Linked DNA regions of Ovis aries: region 1 is linked to region 2. A link is a contact called in public Hi-C data. All regions are on one chromosome and are shown on one strand. Each heading gives the region's core, a stretch centred on a gene start, on an enhancer-like site or on the middle of the called end of the contact. The rest is flanking DNA. Distances are from core to core; before and after follow the strand shown. Region 1 has its middle 63 kb from the start of UPP2. Region 2 has its middle 61 kb from the start of DAPL1.

Region 1 (4,055 bases), core at 1,262-3,761, 770 kb after region 2:
TTACTGTTACAATAAAACAGAACTTGACCTAAAATATGAAAAATTCCATGAGCCTTTGAATAATATCTATATCTGCTTCTTCTTCCTTTCTGTGAAATACCTTGCCTAAAAGTAAGGAGGTCCAAGTTTATATCTGTTTTCCTGAAGTAATTATTAATAGTGCCTCCTATAGTCTCAAAAGTGTCCCAGTTTGGACAATAAATTATATAGTTACTCTACTTACAGTGAGGAGTATATATTACTCTATACCATAATTCTGTGACTGTGCCAAGGCATCCAACACATTGGCCATTCGGCAGCTTTCCTGTGAGACTAACATCTGCATGGGTACCAGACAGAACCAAGGGTGCACTCACTGGAAGTTAAAGAAATGCAGCTAATAATCTAAAGTGATATTAAAATATCTAAGATTCTGGTAATCTGACAATAGTCAACACAGCATCTGCTTCCAGAGGAAACATTTCTTTAAAATAATTCTTTTTTTTTTAATAAAATTCAATAACAATTGGAGAATAGTTCAGTTGATCTGAGAATAGTGCGTTTCATTTATTATTAGTTTAAACTGAATATTTAGTTTAACATTTCCAAATAGTTGGGGAGAGATTGCCTTTATTTCTTATTTTACATTTTGACCATTCATACTTACAAAGACAGCTTGTTTGAGGAAAGCTCATTCCTTACTCAGTGTCTTGCATGTGAGTGTGAAGTGTGTGATGAGAGGTATAGAAGCAGGCAGAGTGGCTACTGAAAGTTCTGGGCCCACAAGGCTCACATCAGAGTTCTGGCTCCTGTGCCAGTCTATGAGCCTTCCTTGGGCTACTGCCTGTAGGCTTCCAGGTGGCACAGTGGTAAAGAATCCACCTGCCATGCAAGAGATGCAAAAGACATGGGTTCGATCCCTGGGTGGGGAAGATCCCCTGGAGGAGGAAATGGCAACCCACTCCAGTATTCTTGCCAGGGAAATTCCATGCACAGAGGAGCCTGATGCGCTCTAGTTTATGGGGTCTCAAAGAGGCAGACACAACTGAGTGATTGAGCATACACACACACTGCCTGTACAATACTGATGGATATGCAGAGACTAGAGGGGACACTGTGAAAAAGTTCATGCAAATCCACTCCCACTCATCAGAAAATCACTCTGAACACCACCCTCACCCCCATATTGTGGATCAGAAACTTCATCTTCAAACATGAAGTCTGCCATGCAAGGTAAAAACCAATGAAGACCAAAAAAATTGGTTCTTATAGTGAACATCCTCTATGTTTCTCCATTTCTGCCTCTGGGCTGACTGCCTGAGTGTAAGGAAATCAGCCCAGGTCAGTGATACATGGTTCTCTACACAGATCTAGTGTGTCTCAGGACTGCAGCCCAGGAGAACCTTCCCTGTGCTGCTGGGCAGCTGGAGGAGATGCTCACATGGCTGAGGAGAGGGGATACCTAAGAGACACCCCAGGTCAGAGAACCAAATGCCCAAAGACAAGGCATTTTTCATACTGCGTGTGGGATAAGGTTTTCATTTAAAGGTCATTAAATGAACTGCTTGTCTTTGTATCACCTACTGTATTTTACTTTAAATATGGCCCAGCAGTCTCACAAGAGTTGGAAAGATTTTTTTCAATTTTAATTTTTAATTGGAGGAGAATTGCATTACAATATCGTGTTTGGTTTCTGCCATACATCAACATGAATCAGACATAGGTATACATATGACCCCCTCCTTCTTGAACCTCCCTCCCACCTCCCACCCCATCCCTCCAGGTTGTCACAGAGTACCTAATTTGAGCTCCCTGCATCATACAGCAAATTCCCACTGACTGTTTTACATATGGTAACGTATATGTTCCAGTATTACTCTTTCAGGTCATCCTTCCCTTTCCTTCCCCAACTGTGTCCACAAGTCTTATGCCTGCATCTCCATTTCTGCTCGGCAAGTAGGTTCTTTCTGTGTGCCTAGCGTTGAGTAGTTCATCTCCCTGGATCCATGGATAACACGATAGAAGAGGGTCTTGCCAAGGCAGGGGTGTCTCTTAGGTATCCCCTCTCCTCAGCCATGTGAGCATCTCCTCCAGCTGCCCAGCAGCACAGGGAAGGTTCTCCTGGGCTGCAGTCCTGAGACACACTAGATCTGTGTAGAGAACCGCTATCCTCTCTGCAGACAACCACTATCCTCTCTTGTCTGATTTCCCCTGAACCAAAGGATGGCTGTCCCTCAAAACAAGCAGGACCTTGTGGCTTTCCTCTGGCCCCACCCTGGGGGAATAAGAGAAAAGAGAAAGGTTTTCTTTCTTTCCTGCACTCTACAAACTTCTAAGACAATAGCCTTCTCAGCTCTTCTTCTTTCAAAGAGTTTTCTTTCTCCTGCCATTTCCTGTCCTGACCAAGAGCACAATGGAAGAGGAAGCAGGGAGAGGCAGGGGCAGGATGTGAAGCCAGCTTTCCCTTGTGCCCTTAGAGAGTGAGGGTGTGACTTGTCCCTCTCTACAGCCCTCTCCTACTAACCTCCTCCAATACATTGTTCGCTCACTGAATTGTATTTTCTCAGTGTGAGGCTGTGGCCTGTGGCTGCTCCCGCACCAAACTTGGAAGATCCCATGGAGAAGGGAATGGCAACCCACTCCAGTATTCTTGCCTGAAGGAGTCCTTGGACAGGGGAGCCTGGCGGGCTACAGTCCACGGGGTTGCAGAGTCAGACACGACTGAGAGACTGACACTTTCACTAGAACAGATCAAGCCAATTGTGTACAGATGTGTACAAATACAGCCCAAAGACCACGCTGTCCCCTTCACTCTCTGCTGGCCTGAGGTTCTTACAGTCTTTTGCAGCCTGTCCCTGTGGAATGGTGCCTTAACCTCACTGTAAGCACAAGTGCTAGCCTCTCTGCTCCTGGGATCCCCGGCTCACAGTGATCTTGGCAGTGACTTGGCCTTCCGGTGGTCCAAGGCTGTGCTGCACAGCTTGAGGCTGAGCTGTGGTGATCCCAAGGCTTCTTTCTGCTTCCAGCCCACTGGCTTCCCCACCTGCTGCTGTTCCTCCTGGGGAACTCACTAGAATGGCTGGGAAGAAGGTTCAGGTCCGCACAAGCCGTGCCACAGTTTGGCTCTTCGTTTCACTTCAGCGTGGCTCTTATTTTCTGGTGCTAGTATGTTTACCCAGAGCTTTTTTCTTCTTGCTTCCTTCCTTCCTTTCTTTCCTTCTTCCCTTCCTCCTTCCTCTCTTCCTCTCTCTCTTCCCCTACTCGCTCTCTTTCATTTTCTGATCTTGACTACGGACCAGGGAAAAGGGAGTTTTACCACATGATGCTTTTTTATTTTTCAATGACCAAAGTGCATCTGCTACTTCTCAAGAAAACCATCTTCCCAGAAAGCTTTTAAGACACTTTCTTTGAGTGACACTTTTCATTTTGCAAGGACCGCAACCTTTTCTCAAACAGATTTTTATCTTTTTCTGGGGTCTGATGTGGAAATCTCACTAAATTCCTCCATCTAGAGCATGTCAGTATTTGAGTGAAATGCAAGTTTGAAGTCTCACCTGTTAAATCATATCTACCTGCATCCTTTTAAAATTAATACACACTTTTAAAATTAATGATGTGTTTAATATTGAAAGTAAGCTAAAACTGGGTAACAAGAGCATTTCAAATAGATGCAGAAGATCGCCACCTCGTGGCCATTGTGAAATCTGCCACTTAGACTTCTGCTGGGTTTTCCCAAGGTTGGGGCCCTACTGCTAATTAAACTAAACGACTTCTAATAAGATCTTTTCCCATGAAGTTCACATCCCAATCTGCCCCTCTGCAGGTCAACTTGTGGAGATTTCCTTACAGTTTGGGGAAAGACAGCTGTTCTAAGTGGCTTGAGTGGGTTAGTTGAAGGAAACCTTGTGACTCCTTAAACTCTGTTTTTGGTCAAAAGGAGAAACAAGTTCCTGGGAGCCCAGGTCTTTGTTTTACTCAAACCCTATGTGCTATTACTCTTATGTTCTTCCAGATGTGCTCCAAGGGGATACATTCATCAGCATCTTTGAGGAAGATATTTAGAAGCCAGGTTTAGG
Region 2 (4,049 bases), core at 98-2,597:
GACACAAACCCCCTTGAATCCTCAGGCTACCTCCAGTCACACAGACCCCAAAGCCACTCCACCACCAAATCCAGACACTCAGAGCTGTCTCTTGCCTGCCCGGCCACAAACCATCAGAGTCAGACCCTCTAGGTCCCCACAGGCTCCTCAGTGACAGCCCCTGGCGTCAGACTTCACAGGAACTGTCTCCTTAGGATCCCTGTAAACCTGGGCCAGGAAATGCCAGGCCAGACCTGATTCGCCTAAGCCACTGAACAATGGACTCTTCCTTGTTTGTTTTGAGAGATTTCGGTTGGTGGCTCCTCCTTTCCTCGACACCACAGCAGTTTTCAGAGGCACACCCAGCCGCAGAGCACATCCAGGGCTGGCGCGGGCTCAAGGGCAAGGTTTAAGTTCATTTTGCTGACTCCTTTCCCGTTTCTCCTCCAGAGAAAACAGAAAAGAAAGGTCTCTATAGCCCAAGTAAAACAGCCACAACTAAAAATATTTGACTAAGACAGACACAGAACAGCAAAAATTGTATAATTCCGCTTATATAAGGTATCTAGTTCGATGAGGCAAATTCACAGAAAGCAGGATCAGCGTAACCAGGGCCAGGCAGCAGGGAGGAATGGGGAGTGACTGCATGGAGAGTGTGAGGGTTTTGGGTAGGGAATGGCAAAAAAGCTCTGAGATGGACAGCTGATGAGAGCTACATGACACTGTGCGTGTATTTAATGCCCCTGAACTGCACGCTTAGAAGTTGTCAAAACTGTAAATTTTATGATATGTATATTTTGCCACAATAAAACAAAATAAACAGCAATGACTTCAATAAAATATTTGCTATGGTTCCCTGAACATGATGTCCATCCCCAGGGACAGCTCATCATCCATGTGTAGCAGATGTGGTCCCGGGAAGAAGGATAAAAGGCCCCCTAGTCACCCTTCAGTCCTGGGTGACTGAATCCCACGTGGGGGAACCCAGCCAGAGTGCCGCTCAGAGTGCCGCTGGCACCAAGGGAGCTTGTGAAGCCCTGGGACATAAGCAGGAAGGCTCATCTATGCTTTCTTGAGCAGCTTTCTAAGTCTCAAGGCAGCCTGTAAAATTCTTTTGACAGACACTGGAAAGTCCCGGGAAGACGTCCAGGCTTCTCTTAGGACGAGAGCTCCACGAGAGGAGAGTTTGGGATCGCAGAGGGTCATCTGCGAGGAGGTAGAAGGAAAACGGAGTTTACTCAGCAAAGACAGGTTCCCTAAGGTCTTTTGTTTGACCCAGGAAAAATGAGACGACAGATTGGTGGCCGAACTGTCTGCATTTCAGACAGCAGCCACTAGGTGGCGCACACACCGTAATAAATACCCTGAGAAGAGACAGTTTCATCAGCGAATTGAGTTTCAAGGTTCAGTTCAGAAGCTGGGGAGAGTTTACAAATAAGCTACTCCTCACCGAAGCCGAGAAACAACCCCCACGTCTAAACCCTTCTAGATTCAACCTAACGATGGCAGGGCTTCGATCATCTTGATGACAACAGGGAGGAGGGCATCATATCTACCTGAGGATCGGCCATGGCCTTTTCCTGGAGGAGACAGAGGTAATGTGAGCCCATGGAGAGAGAGGTAACGTGAGCTCCCAGGAAAGGGCCCTGTTCACAGGGGCCATTGTTTCTCCCAAGAGAGGGTTAGCGGTGGCACTTCCAGAACACAGTGGTAGGAGCTGAAGAACGGACTCAGTCTGCTCAGCTCCTGGAGTGGGTTTTTTCCCTCCCCTTTAAAGCCTCTATGTTCTCAGCAAGGGCTCAAGTGCGCAGGAGACCAGGACAAAGGCCATCAACCCAGAATGCAGAGCTCTGCACCAGGAAGACGAAGAGGGGGCAGCTCCTCTCACCACCCAGGGTCATTCTTATTTACACAAGCAATTAACAGGCACACATGCAAACCCAGCCGGGAACAGACCTGATAATGACCCAGATAATAAAGCGATCCAGTACTGCAGAGTGGAGCAAGCAGTGTATCACTCTTGTTCCCAAGGTAGCTTCACTTTTCTCTCCTCCGTCACACAGCTGTGTCGGGGGAGGTCTGCTCTGAGTCAGTGCAAAGTGGCATCAGTCAGTCAGAGGCACTGATGAAGGGCCCGCCAAGGGCTTGACTCAAGGCTGGGGTGAGATATGGGAGAAGGAGAAACTTCTGCCTCAGCGTCTAGGAAACTATAGTCTAGGGTTCTATTATCCATGACAGTAGCCACTAGCCACATGTGGCTATTTATATTAAAATGAAAAGAAAAGAAAATGGAAAATTCAACTCCTAGGCCATACATACAGCTAGTGGCTACTGTACTGGACAGCGCCAAAACCATTTCCATCATTGCAGAAAGTCCTGTTGAAGAGTACCATGGTGCTAGTGGTAAAGAACCTGCTTGCCAACGCAGGAGAGAGAAGAGATGGGAGTTTGATCCCTGGGTTGGGAAGATCCCCTGGAGGAGGAAAAGGCAACCCACTCCAGTATTCCTGCCTGGAGAATCCCATGGACAGACTGGCGGGCTGTTATCCATAGGGTCACAAAGAGTCGGACACAACTGAAGCAAGTGAGCACATGTGAACAATGAGAGACCACTTTCAGAGATGGCAATTAACCAAGAGGAAATTAATGGGAGGAAATGAAGGCTCAGACAAGTTGTGTCTTTCAGCCAGGAAATGGTCTTCTGACTCCTATTGCAGTGCTTAGAAGCATCCTGAGCATTGTCTTAACTCTAACATACTAAGTGTTTGTGTTTGGGAGGTGGTGGGTGCTGGATAAGTTATTAGAATAGAATTTTAAGCAATTTAGAAGCATGTTCTCTTAACCTGTAGCCTCCAGATAGGCGATTCATTTCTGGTTTCACTTCATCCATGATATTCTTCCCCACCTTCCACCTTAAAATACTCTCTCACTGAGATTCACTCTGTGCCGGAAGCTGGGCTAAATACTGTCATGGATTTCATTTAATTCTCACAATTTTCTGTGAATTGGGTTAGTGGTACCTACCTAAGCATCATCCATCCATCCCTTGGCCTTCCCAGGAAAGAGACCCCATTCCCAGCTGCAGCTCTAGCTCCAGAAGTGGGCCTATTTGATCCAAGAGGAATCATTTGTCATTGATAAGCTGAGGAACTCAGTTCAGTTCAGTTGCTCAGTCATGCCCGACTCTACAACCCCATGAACAGCAGCATGCCAGGCTTCCCTGTCCATCACCAACTCCCAGAGTTTACCCAAACTCATGTCCACTGAGTCGGTGATACCATCCAACTATCTCATCCTCTGTTGTCCCCTTCTCTTCCTGCCCTCAATCTTTCCCAGTATCAGGGTCTTTTCAAACGAGTCAGCTCTTCACATCAGGTGGCCAAAGTATTGGAGTATCAGCTTCAACATCAGTCCTTCAGTGAACACCCAGGACTGATCTCCTTTAGGATAGACTGGTTGGATCTCCTTGCAGTCCAAGGGACTCTCAAGAGTCTTCTCCAACAACACAGTTCAAAAGCATCAATTCTTCGACACTCAGCTTTCTTTATAGTCCAACTCTCACATCCATACATGAATACTGGAAAACCATAGCCTTGACTAGATGGACCTTTATGGACAAACTAATGTCTCTGCTTTTTAATATGCTGTCTAGGTTGCTCATAACTTTCCTTCCAAGGAGTAAGTGTCTTTTAATTTCATGGCTGCAATCACCATCTGCAGTGATTTTGGAGCCCCCTAAAATAAAGTCAGCCACTGTTTCCCCATCTATTTCCCATGAAGTGATGGGACCAGATGCATGATCTTAGTTTTCTGAATGTTGAGCTTTCAGTCAACTTTTTCACTCTCCTCTTAAACTTTCATCAAGAGGCTTTTTAGTTCTTCTTCACTTTCTGCCATAAGGGTGGTGTCATCTGCATATCTGAGTTATTGATATTTCTCCCAGCAATCTTGATTCCAGCTTGTGCTTTTTCCAGCCCAGTGTTTCTCATGATATACTCTGCATAGAAGTTAAATAAGCAGGGTGACAATATACAGCCTTGATGTACTCCTTTTCTATTTGAAACCAGTCT

The links. Hi-C and Micro-C count contacts between places; a contact is called where the count stands out from the background.
Region 1: a Hi-C map of hypothalamus shows a contact between it and region 2, with 5 times the contacts expected there. The contact joins two enhancer-like sites. A contact is called at or near these places in 12 of 16 Hi-C or Micro-C datasets (blood, hypothalamus, liver and 6 more).

What each region holds. Positions count from the first base shown.
Region 1 is chr2:151,696,825-151,700,879 of ARS-UI_Ramb_v3.0, forward strand. No RefSeq gene overlaps it. Among named protein-coding and RNA genes, the nearest start is that of UPP2, 63 kb to the left of the region's middle. Within about 2 kb of position 2,512, at least 5 of the 54 cell types and tissues checked have an H3K27ac peak or open chromatin away from gene starts, as enhancers often do. A contact at or near this core is called in hypothalamus, where this site is marked.
Region 2 is chr2:150,928,739-150,932,787 of ARS-UI_Ramb_v3.0, forward strand. No RefSeq gene overlaps it. Among named protein-coding and RNA genes, the nearest start is that of DAPL1, 61 kb to the left of the region's middle. Within about 2 kb of position 1,348, at least 17 of the 54 cell types and tissues checked have an H3K27ac peak or open chromatin away from gene starts, as enhancers often do. A contact at or near this core is called in hypothalamus, where this site is marked.